Regions from separate parts of the Zea mays genome. Here region 2 is linked to region 1. A link is a contact called in public Hi-C data. All regions are on one chromosome and are shown on one strand. Each heading gives the region's core, a stretch centred on a gene start, on an enhancer-like site or on the middle of the called end of the contact. The rest is flanking DNA. Distances are from core to core; before and after follow the strand shown.

Region 1 (4,864 bases), core at 2,053-4,552:
GGGCATGGTTGCGTATTGAGTCAGAGTTATGTGGATCTAATTATGGTCATCCGAATCTAATCCAATGGCTAGAAAGCCCTCATACTCCTTTGGCCAGGGAATTATGCAAAAGAGATCTCGTAGATTTATTAAATCAACCCACAGTTCACTCGTAGTCAAAAGAAATTACCACTGAGCCTCGATGTTTACAAATAGAACCCCGTACTTTCTGGTAATGATGTGTGCAATCCACTGATCTCATAAAATTGAACAAATAGTATAGTAAACGAATTTTTGTATAAAAATAATTTCAGAAACTTGTATAATTCATAAATAATTCATCTTAACTCCTTTTTGATCCATTTCAGTTGCATTAATCTCATACTAATATTGTCTATCATCTAGTAACCTTGTTTTACCATGAAACCTATGATAAAAATCTTGTATCTTCTCTGCTTTATAGCAGACACCTAAACCTTTGGAAAATCATAACTTTATAACTGTAACTCCGATTTTAACTGTTCTCAAACCCACGATCACGTAGCATCGCGTAGAATATTATTATGCAGTTTGTGCTTATGTTTGGTGTGATGTTAATTTTGCCTATACCATGTTTGTTTGTATTGCTACGAATAGCAATGAGGTCACGAGAATCTGAAGATCATACTGGTACGTAGAATCTCGAGTCCCAGGCAAGTTGTGGCGTTGAAACTCCTTTTTACCTAATAATGTTAGTGGTTAATCACTGTGACATGCTCAGGTTAATTTGGTGGGACCTAATAGGTTTCCATAGCATTGTTTATCCCCCACCTTGCAACCAGATGAATTATTGGGTAGATTTTCTATTGCTCTACCTGGTTTTGGAAAACTAATGTTTTATTATGATAATGTTCCAATTATGTTGTTTAATTATTGTTCATGATAAGATCATATTGTTAATTAGAACATGGAGAACCACCCAGGAAAACAGGGCTACAACAAGGGTGGTATGGGACACCCTTGGCTGACTAATTAGGAAAGCTAGTGGAGGACTACATTACCCGAAAGGGGCAAGGGCAGTAGGGGAGTGGTCGATATAGGGAGGTTCTCGGGCTGTTTTTGCTGCGATGGCGGTCAGACGGGGGATTCCTATGCTACGCTACCTAGAAACTGTAGCGGGTTTTCTGAAGCTAGTGGAACTTTGTAAAGGCCTCGTAGTGGTACCCTTCCTTGCTTCCTTGGTAGAGGTGTATGGGTTCTGATTAACTCCGTGGCAAATGGGTAACACGACTTGTGGGTAAAGATGCACAACCTCTATAGAGTGTAAAACGGGTATATCAGTCGTGCTCACGTTCATGAGCGGCTCAGACACTCACATGATTAACTTATGGAATTAAACTCAATTTGTCATTTGCATTGCATTGTGGGTGTTGTTATTAATCTTGATCTCTTATTTAATTGGGTTGGTATCTACTTATACCTAGTAACTGCTAATAAATTGATCAACTTTAAAAGCAATTCTCAGCTTTAACCATCTTCTTTGGTAAGCTTTGCACTTCACATGAGCTCCCACCTTTAGCGAGTTCATGTAGATTATTCCCCACAACTTGTTGAGCGATGAACGTATGTGAGCTCATCCTTGCTGAATTGACACCCCCAGGTCAAGAACAGGTACCCCAGGATGAGAAACATGAAGGATGGCGCGATGTGTTCATGAGAGGTCTATACCGTCGTCACCCAATCAACTTTGGTTGCTGGATTGTTGTCTTTGTATGATGTAATTATTTAAATATTTTATACAGAACTCCGTTATATATTAATGTTGTGACATTCGTTTATGTACCATGAGTCATCATATGTGTAAGACTTATTCCTAGCACACTTGGTGATTATGTTCACGCCCGAGTCCCTAAAAACCGGGTGTGACACAAAACCACATAAACAATAGCATGTACTACCCAAAAGTTCAGTGGTAAACAAGGTATAAAGATAGCCAAACTGGGGTGACCTAGTGGGTCTCATCAAAATTAACATGTGCGGGTTGGTTTATAGTTAACCTGGTCTGCGGGTTGGTTTAAGAAAACATTAGGGGCTATTGTGCAAGACTGGCTGGCTGAAGGGGTACCATCGCATATAGACCATCGGATCGGACACGGACGGCCCAGATTAGATTAGCGCGTTTAAGTCATCAGTATGTTATGCAAGCCCTTGGATCGGGAATCCACGGTCCAAGGCCCACGCGATGCCTTAACCGCTAGTCAACCGATCAACGGTCAGATCATTCATTCGCGATGGGGTAGTTTCGTGCGCTAATCTATATCATTCAACGCGAGCTCAATAGCTAAGGTTTTACAAAAACGTGACCCTTGGATTCGATCACGATGGTCCGCGTGCAATATAACCGAAGGGGTATTCTCTTTTAATCGTGGTCGTCCCGAGCTAGATGGCGGTCACCATTTCCCGGTTAGCCCATGCCCAACGACGACGGCACCAGAACCTAGGCGCGGCGACGCCATCGCCAAAGTAGGGCATCCACTATACCCGATTCCCGCCATAATCCCACAATTAACTTACGCTACACTTCTATAAGATCATGGTGAGAAAATAGGATGGATACTCACCAACAGAGAGTGTGAGGCGGCAGCACTGTGGCAAGACTCGGCGGAAGGCTTATGCCTACTCCGAAGAGCAATCTCGTGCTCCCAGCTTAGGGCTTGTTCGGTTATTCCCAATACACATGGATTGGATGGGATTGGAAAAAATTGTGAAGAAGTTTGACTTGTTTGGGATTCAAACCCATCCAATCCCACTCAATCCACATGGATTGAGAGCTAACCGAACAAGCCCTTATCGATCTTAACCGGCACAAAGCACACGTCCTTCCCAATGACGTCGCGGAGCCGCCCCGGTCTGGATCGCTGGGTCAAATCGACGGTTGGACAAAATCCCTCACACGGTGGCGCTCTACTCTTCTCACCCGGTGGCGCGCTTGTTGGAGGTTGGAGTTCGCTCAGCTGGCAACGAATAGGTCGAGGTATGGCGTTCGGCGTGTCGGGTTATAGCCTCCACCTCCTCCCAATCATCCTCGGAGTTGGTTTGGGTCCGTGTGGTTTGCGCGGCATGCAGAGGAGCTACCGAGAGTCTGTTGTCGGGAGATCCATAGCAACCATGGGCCCACGCGTCATCGACCCGGGTTGAGGGAAGCATACGCTGAGCGGCTGACAAGCTATCCCCCACCCACAGAGAACGCGTGAGAAAACAACGCCAGTGTAGAACGAGTCTATCCCATGGGCCCCACCTGCCAGTGAGTGAAATGGCAATTTGCGGGCACGGTGATGTGAGACTGACCGGTGGGCCCCTATTGTCGACACCAGTCCGCCGTGGTGGGCTGTCCAGGCCGCGCGAGAGGGATAGATGGGCCGAGACCAAAGGATTGAGCCCAGGCATGGTTTTTTCTTTTTATTTCCTTTTTTCTTTTTCTTTTTTGTTTTCTTTTCTTTTTAGTTTTAGATTTCAAATTTGAATGAAGATTTGATTGTGAATATCACACCTAGATTAAGTGCACAAACAAAGATACCAGCATGAAGAAGCATTTTCATTATATATATATTGTTTTATTTATTAAGCGGTTTATTCCTATTTAACTTGTGTTTGTATACTCATGCATGTATAAAATAAAAAAAATATTCCCTAAACACCAAATATTCCAACTCCTTTATTCATTATGATTTGGGTATTACATGTTGCATATATGTCCTTGCGTGCAATGATATAAGTAGGACAATCCCTCAAAAATGTTTAAGCTTAAATGCCACATCCAAACCTTGCACTATCATAAGCCTTGTACAATGGATGGTGGGTCTATAAAATTAGGGTGCCACCAGTTTTCCTTGACTAGGTATGTTTGTATCGGATACGAACTACAGAAAGGGTTGGTTAACTTAAACAAAGTGAGCTTAATGGTTATGGACTTTGGGCCATAAGATTGGGAGCCGAGACATAGATATGTCACCCAACAACAAAAGTCATATATATGATATGATATGATTAGCAAGAAGTTGCTTACCGATCTACCTTGTCTTCTAGCAGTGATGCTAAAGCTCACTAGTAGACTTGTTAGTTGTGGGTTCTGGATCTCTAAGTATCAATCGAGGGATATTGATTTTAGTGGGAGTAGACTCTATTAAATGTTTAATATGATTTACTCTATCATGGATATTTTTGTCTTAGTATTTTGCATTATTTTGTTGTATATAAATGGCACCTAGCACACCAACATTTACTTTGGAATCAATTCTTGAAAAGGATAATTTAAATGGAACAAACTATACGGATTGGATCCATAACCTGAGAATTGTTCTCAGGGCTGAAAAAAAGGAAGACGTTCTAGACACCCCACTGCTAGAGGATCCTGGTGAATATGCAACTACTGCAGCTAAAACCGCTTACAAGAAAGCAATGGATGCTAATCTTGAAGTGAGTTGCCTGATACTTGCTTGCATGGAGCCTGAGTTGCAGGTGCAGTTTGAGACAAACCATGAGGCGCACGATATGATCGTGGCTCTCAAGCATATGTTCCAGACTCAGGCTAGGACTGAAAGGTTCAATGTGTCCAAAGCCTTTCTGGAATGCAAGCTAGCAGAAGGCGCAACAGTTGAGCCACATGTAATCCAAATGGTTGGTTACAGTTAGAGGTTGGAGAAGCTAGGCTACCAAGTAGGCCAAGAGTTGGCCACTAACTTCATTTTGGCGTCTCTTCCACCCAGCTATGGAAACTTCATTACGAACAACCATATGCATGGGGCAGAAAAGGGCCTCAATGTACTATGTGGCATGCTGAAAACAACATAGGGTGACATAAAGAAAAGCACTGGCAGCAGCGACCGTGTGATGGTGGTCCAAAACA
Region 2 (4,675 bases), core at 32-2,531, 160 kb after region 1:
TTTCTCTAGTAATCTTCTCTGTATTTGTCTTTGTTATTGATTCAATAAAGCCAAGATTCTTCTCCTCAGAAAGACTCAGCTTCGTTTCAGCGACAACTTTCTTATCTTGAGACATCTCTTCGAAAATGCTGAAAATGTGCTCTTAAGGCAGAAGCTTAGAAAATCTAAAAAGCCAGGCAAGCGTTTGTAGGCAAGAGCTAAAAATTGAGCAAGCAGAGCAGATGGCAAAAAGCATGCCAAATGAGCTCGTGGTATGCTCTTATTTATACGCCTAGTGCGTTGCAAGTTGGAGGGCCCCGCTTGTCATTGACTGTTGCTATTCTAGCAAAAGGAAGATGTTTTTTCGGACCTTGGGCTTAGGGCCTTCGTCCATATCGCAATCTGAATTTACCATTCTAACAAATTAATATTGCGAGGGGCTACTGTTGGGGGCCTTCGGCTTCCGAAGGTCCTCAAAAACATGATTTAATAATGTTTCTGGAGTATAATACATGAACAGGTACCTTCGGACTTGGGTCAAAACCACAGTGTGAAGAAGCACAAAGAATACGAAGGATGGTGCAGAGCCGAAGCTATGTGCAGGGGAGCTTCGGCGTGATAGCAGAAAAGGAAACCGACTTAAAGGGGAAAAGGCTATTTAGACCCCGATGGATTACTATAGAGTTATTAGTAAATGTAAAGGGCATGAGTGTAATTTTACATGGGCTGCGTCCCGTGCCTATAAATAGGTGAACAGTGCTCCCGTACTGTTCACGTTGATCTGGCATTTGCTTTTGCATCACACTTGTACCCTTACCTTCTTTCGAGCTAAGGTACATTTATAATTTGACATTATTTCTATCTTTCTACAATAATAAAATAGAAACGAGTTGATAATAATATATGATTGTTTATGTTATTCTTTTATATATTTCATATGGTTCCCTCTTCGTTATTATGTATTATGCTGATGAAGGTATGTCCTTCATAATCTTCGTCTGAAAATCGTTATATCTCAAGGAAAATAATGCTTCAAAGAACGAAAGACTTTAACGTTTAACCTTTTTGTGTTGCCTTGTTCTTAACTCATAACATTTGAGAACAAGTCTCCAACACAGTCGTTGTCGTGACCCAGTGCTCTATGGCTAGAGAAATTTGTTATTTACACTCCATTTTAGCTTTATGTTATTATACCATCTCATGTTTATGATTGATAGAATCATTTGTGACAATGATTTATAGATCCGATAATATAGTAGCGAAGCTCATAAATGATAATGACAAAATTGCAAATGTCTTGTCAGTCTATAGCACAAATATGGCCGCGCCCCATCACCTCTGTCTCGAGCCGTCCCTCTCAATCCCCCGCACCCTCTCTCCCTGAGCGCTCGCGAGCCTGCGGCCACCACCGCCGTCTCCACGCCGCGCAGATCCGCCCAGCCGGTTCGGCCCCACTCGAGAATACGTGTACGGACGCAGGCCCCGCCCACCTCGCCGAGGACTCGCTCCTGTGTCGTGCGCGCCAGCACTACCGGTGGCCGTGCGCGGCTGGGCCGTGCCGATTCGACCGAATCCGGTGGAATTCACCGTGCCGTGGTGTCAAATCGGTGAGCTCCGTTGGGTTACGCGTGGGTGGAGGCTCGTTCAGGTCTGGGCGGCCGTAAGTGGCGCCGGGCATGGTTCTAGGGTTTGGTTTTGGTCTTTTGGCGTGAGGGCATGGCGGATGGGGGCCGGATGAAGGGCGTACAGAGCGCTGGCGGTGGCGCCGGTGACGACGAAGAGGGGAATGAGGAGGTGCGAGAGGAGCCGGAACTCGCGCTGTCGCTGGGGCGGCGAGTCTGGCACCTCCCGCCGCGGCAGGAGGCCGCTCCCCGCTCACTTAACTGGACTCCGGTTCTGCCGGAGTGGAACCCCGACGCCGCTGGGAGCTCGCAGGGTGTGGAAAGGGCCTTGGGCGGACAATCCATCTCTTCTCTTGGGTTCCATGACATGTTTGGTGGTATCCTAGACGATCCCCAAGCGGGTGGCAGTATGGAGGTTGGGTGGGGCAAGCTGAACGAAGAGGATGAAGACAGAGACCTGCAGAATAAACGGCTCAGAGTACGACACTTTGGCGAGTAAGTTATGCCAATGTTGCTCCTCATCTTTAGTATTTTGCATGATGTGGACTTTTTGTTGTTCGTTTAAATGTTTTGTTTCTCTAGATCCTATTGATAGTAGTTTCAGGAAAACCTGCCTAGTGAAATTGAAACGAAGCTGCACTTCATGCATTATGTAATTGATGTGGAGTTGCAACCTAAGGTCTTGTTCTTTTGCATGTATGTGGAGGATACCTAAGATGTCTTGAACTCAAGCATGAAAATTTATGCAGTGCATTTTTTGATGTTCGTGTATGTTGAAATGCTGAGCCCATTCTAACAACGGTAGCAAAGATGTAATGCAGTTGCCTGAAGTGTTGTTTTTGTAATCACTGCCTCCCTGGTTTGAAATGATAAAGGACCCACAAATGGATCAATGGAGAAAGTGTTTGCTCTAAGGCCATTCTCAATAACAGTTTCATGAGAGTAATTAGTATGTCACATAGAATTAATTGATATGCCACATAGGATTTTTGATGACATGGCACTACATTTCATAATGAAATAGGTGAAACTACTTTCACCTTTCTGAAACTATGTCAACCCGTTTCTAAGGTATTGGAAAGCGCATGAAACCTCCATTGAGAGCGATTTATTTTATCTCCATCTATTCCTATTGATTATTTAGATGCAACATTTAAGTCACATGTTAGCCTATGAATTTTCACAAAATTGTCCCTTCCAACTATATTCGTGAAGACTAAGTTACTCTGTCCAATCCAAATTGTAAATTGTTTGAGGAATGACTGGCCTGACGCAGTGGTGAGAGCCCTTTGACTGAGCCAGGGGTAAGGCTCCCCTTGGTTATTCCTTCCCAGACCCTATTCTTGTGGGAGCCACCAATATTGGGCCTGTCCTTTTCCAGATACATAGCTCTTGCTAGCACCTAGATTCATAATAAAAGCTATCTATCTAGAAAAGCCAAAAGAACTTGCAATTTGGAATGGAGAGTGACAGGTCCCTAGGTACGGGGTACCCAACGTGAGCCCATTACTGGTGGCGGTCCAACTGGGCGAATAGCCACAGGAGTAAAAGTCTACCAAGTCTCGCCGAGCAACTATGCGAGGTGGACGATCCGACCAGCTCCCGCCAAGCAACTCTGCAAGGTGAATGACCCGATCAGCTCCCGCCGAGCATCTCTGCGAGGCGGACGACCCGACCAAGTCTCGTCGAGCAACTCTACGAGGCGGACGATCCGACCAAGTCCCGCCGAGCAACTGGGCGAGGCGGAGACTTGAATACCCACAACGGGGGACAATTCATCTGTGGGCCTCGGTTCCACGACCCCCCGTCACGCGCCTAGCAGGCGCACGCCTGTACCCGTTTAACGTGAAAACAAGACAGACACAGTTGACCCACGCCAGCCACGATAAGACACGTCACCACCAAATATCGTCTTGACTGACGCCATGGCACGTCGGGGAAGTGTCGGAGACTCTCCATCAATGGGACGAGGCGTCATCATGCACGGCCCTTAACGCCCCAACCCTGCGACATGGGACCAACCAAAGTTCCACTACAGAGAGCCTCAACACTGGAGTCTCTACAGTAACCCACGAACGGGACATGGCGGGGCGACCCGCCGTATTGGTCGTGCGCTTATGCACGTGTCAGAAGACGACGCCCAAGAACTCCCGTAGATAACACATCCCACTTTGCTTCAAACGACCTGTCTCTTTGTAAAAAGACCTCCCCCTTGAACTATAAAAGGGGGCAGCGGAACAGTAGGCAGAGCAGGCAAGAGAGCTTGGAGCATTTAGTAGCAGTTCTCTTCTCCCTCGCTCTCTCACTCTCACTTGCACCCTTTGTAACACACATCCAAGAGTAATACTAAGATCAACACTACATAGGGCACCTGCTTGAACCAATATAAACCCTCCCGAGTCACATGATTCACCATTCGGAGTGAGTCCGTGCTAGCCTCCCCTGCCGAATATAAATTCTACTGTGTCCCCGGTCTCCGATACCACGACAAAGAGGATATATATAATGAAGATCTTGTCATCTACCATAGACAGTCATAAAAATGTCAGAGGTTCTTGGTTTCCCTGAGATCTAGATGAATCAGGCCATGCTGAATAAGATTTTGGTTGGCGTTTTGACCTCAGTCTGTCCTTCATCCAAGTATATCACTTTGCCTTTTAAATATTGTTTATTACCTTGGTGCTAACCTTTTGGCATCATCCTATGTTACACAATGAGCATTTTTATGTTGTATTCTAAATAGTCTCTTACACCATTTGCATGTTTTTATGCATGTGTAGTTTAGGGTTAATCTTTTACTATAGCAGACAAGCAAGGACCACAATTTCTTAAGTTTTTTAATAGTACGATACCTTTGGATATTGATCATTTTGCTTGTTTTGGGTTGTTTCCAACTGTTGTGCTGTTGTGAGCTACTCCTCCCATTAAAGAAATGTAGATCCTTTTACTTCTGTCCTAAGTCAAACCTCTATAATACTATCAAACAAATGCACTATCAAGACTTGGTGATTTTAGTGAACCAATTTGATGTTGTAGAAGCTGGTGCATTTTATTGAACTAATTCGAGTCATGGA

Evidence for each region. Hi-C and Micro-C count contacts between places; a contact is called where the count stands out from the background.
Region 2: a contact with region 1 is called in a Hi-C map of tassel, with 3 times the contacts expected there. The contact joins the promoter of LOC103643599 here to the enhancer-like site in region 1. A contact is called at or near these places in 6 of 25 Hi-C or Micro-C datasets (bundle sheath, ear, leaf and 1 more).

The regions. Positions count from the first base shown.
Region 1 is chr1:250,080,184-250,085,047 of Zm-B73-REFERENCE-NAM-5.0, forward strand. No RefSeq gene overlaps it. Among protein-coding and RNA genes, the nearest start is that of LOC103645419, 71 kb to the right of the region's middle. Within about 2 kb of position 3,303, at least 17 of the 20 cell types and tissues checked have an H3K27ac peak or open chromatin away from gene starts, as enhancers often do. A contact at or near this core is called in bundle sheath, ear, leaf and 1 more, where this site is marked.
Region 2 is chr1:250,241,277-250,245,951 of Zm-B73-REFERENCE-NAM-5.0, forward strand. It overlaps LOC103643599 (F-box/LRR-repeat protein 15), which reads left to right and starts at 1,282. Exons shown (of 17, transcript XM_020546794.1): 1 at 1,282-2,096. The coding sequence starts at 1,696.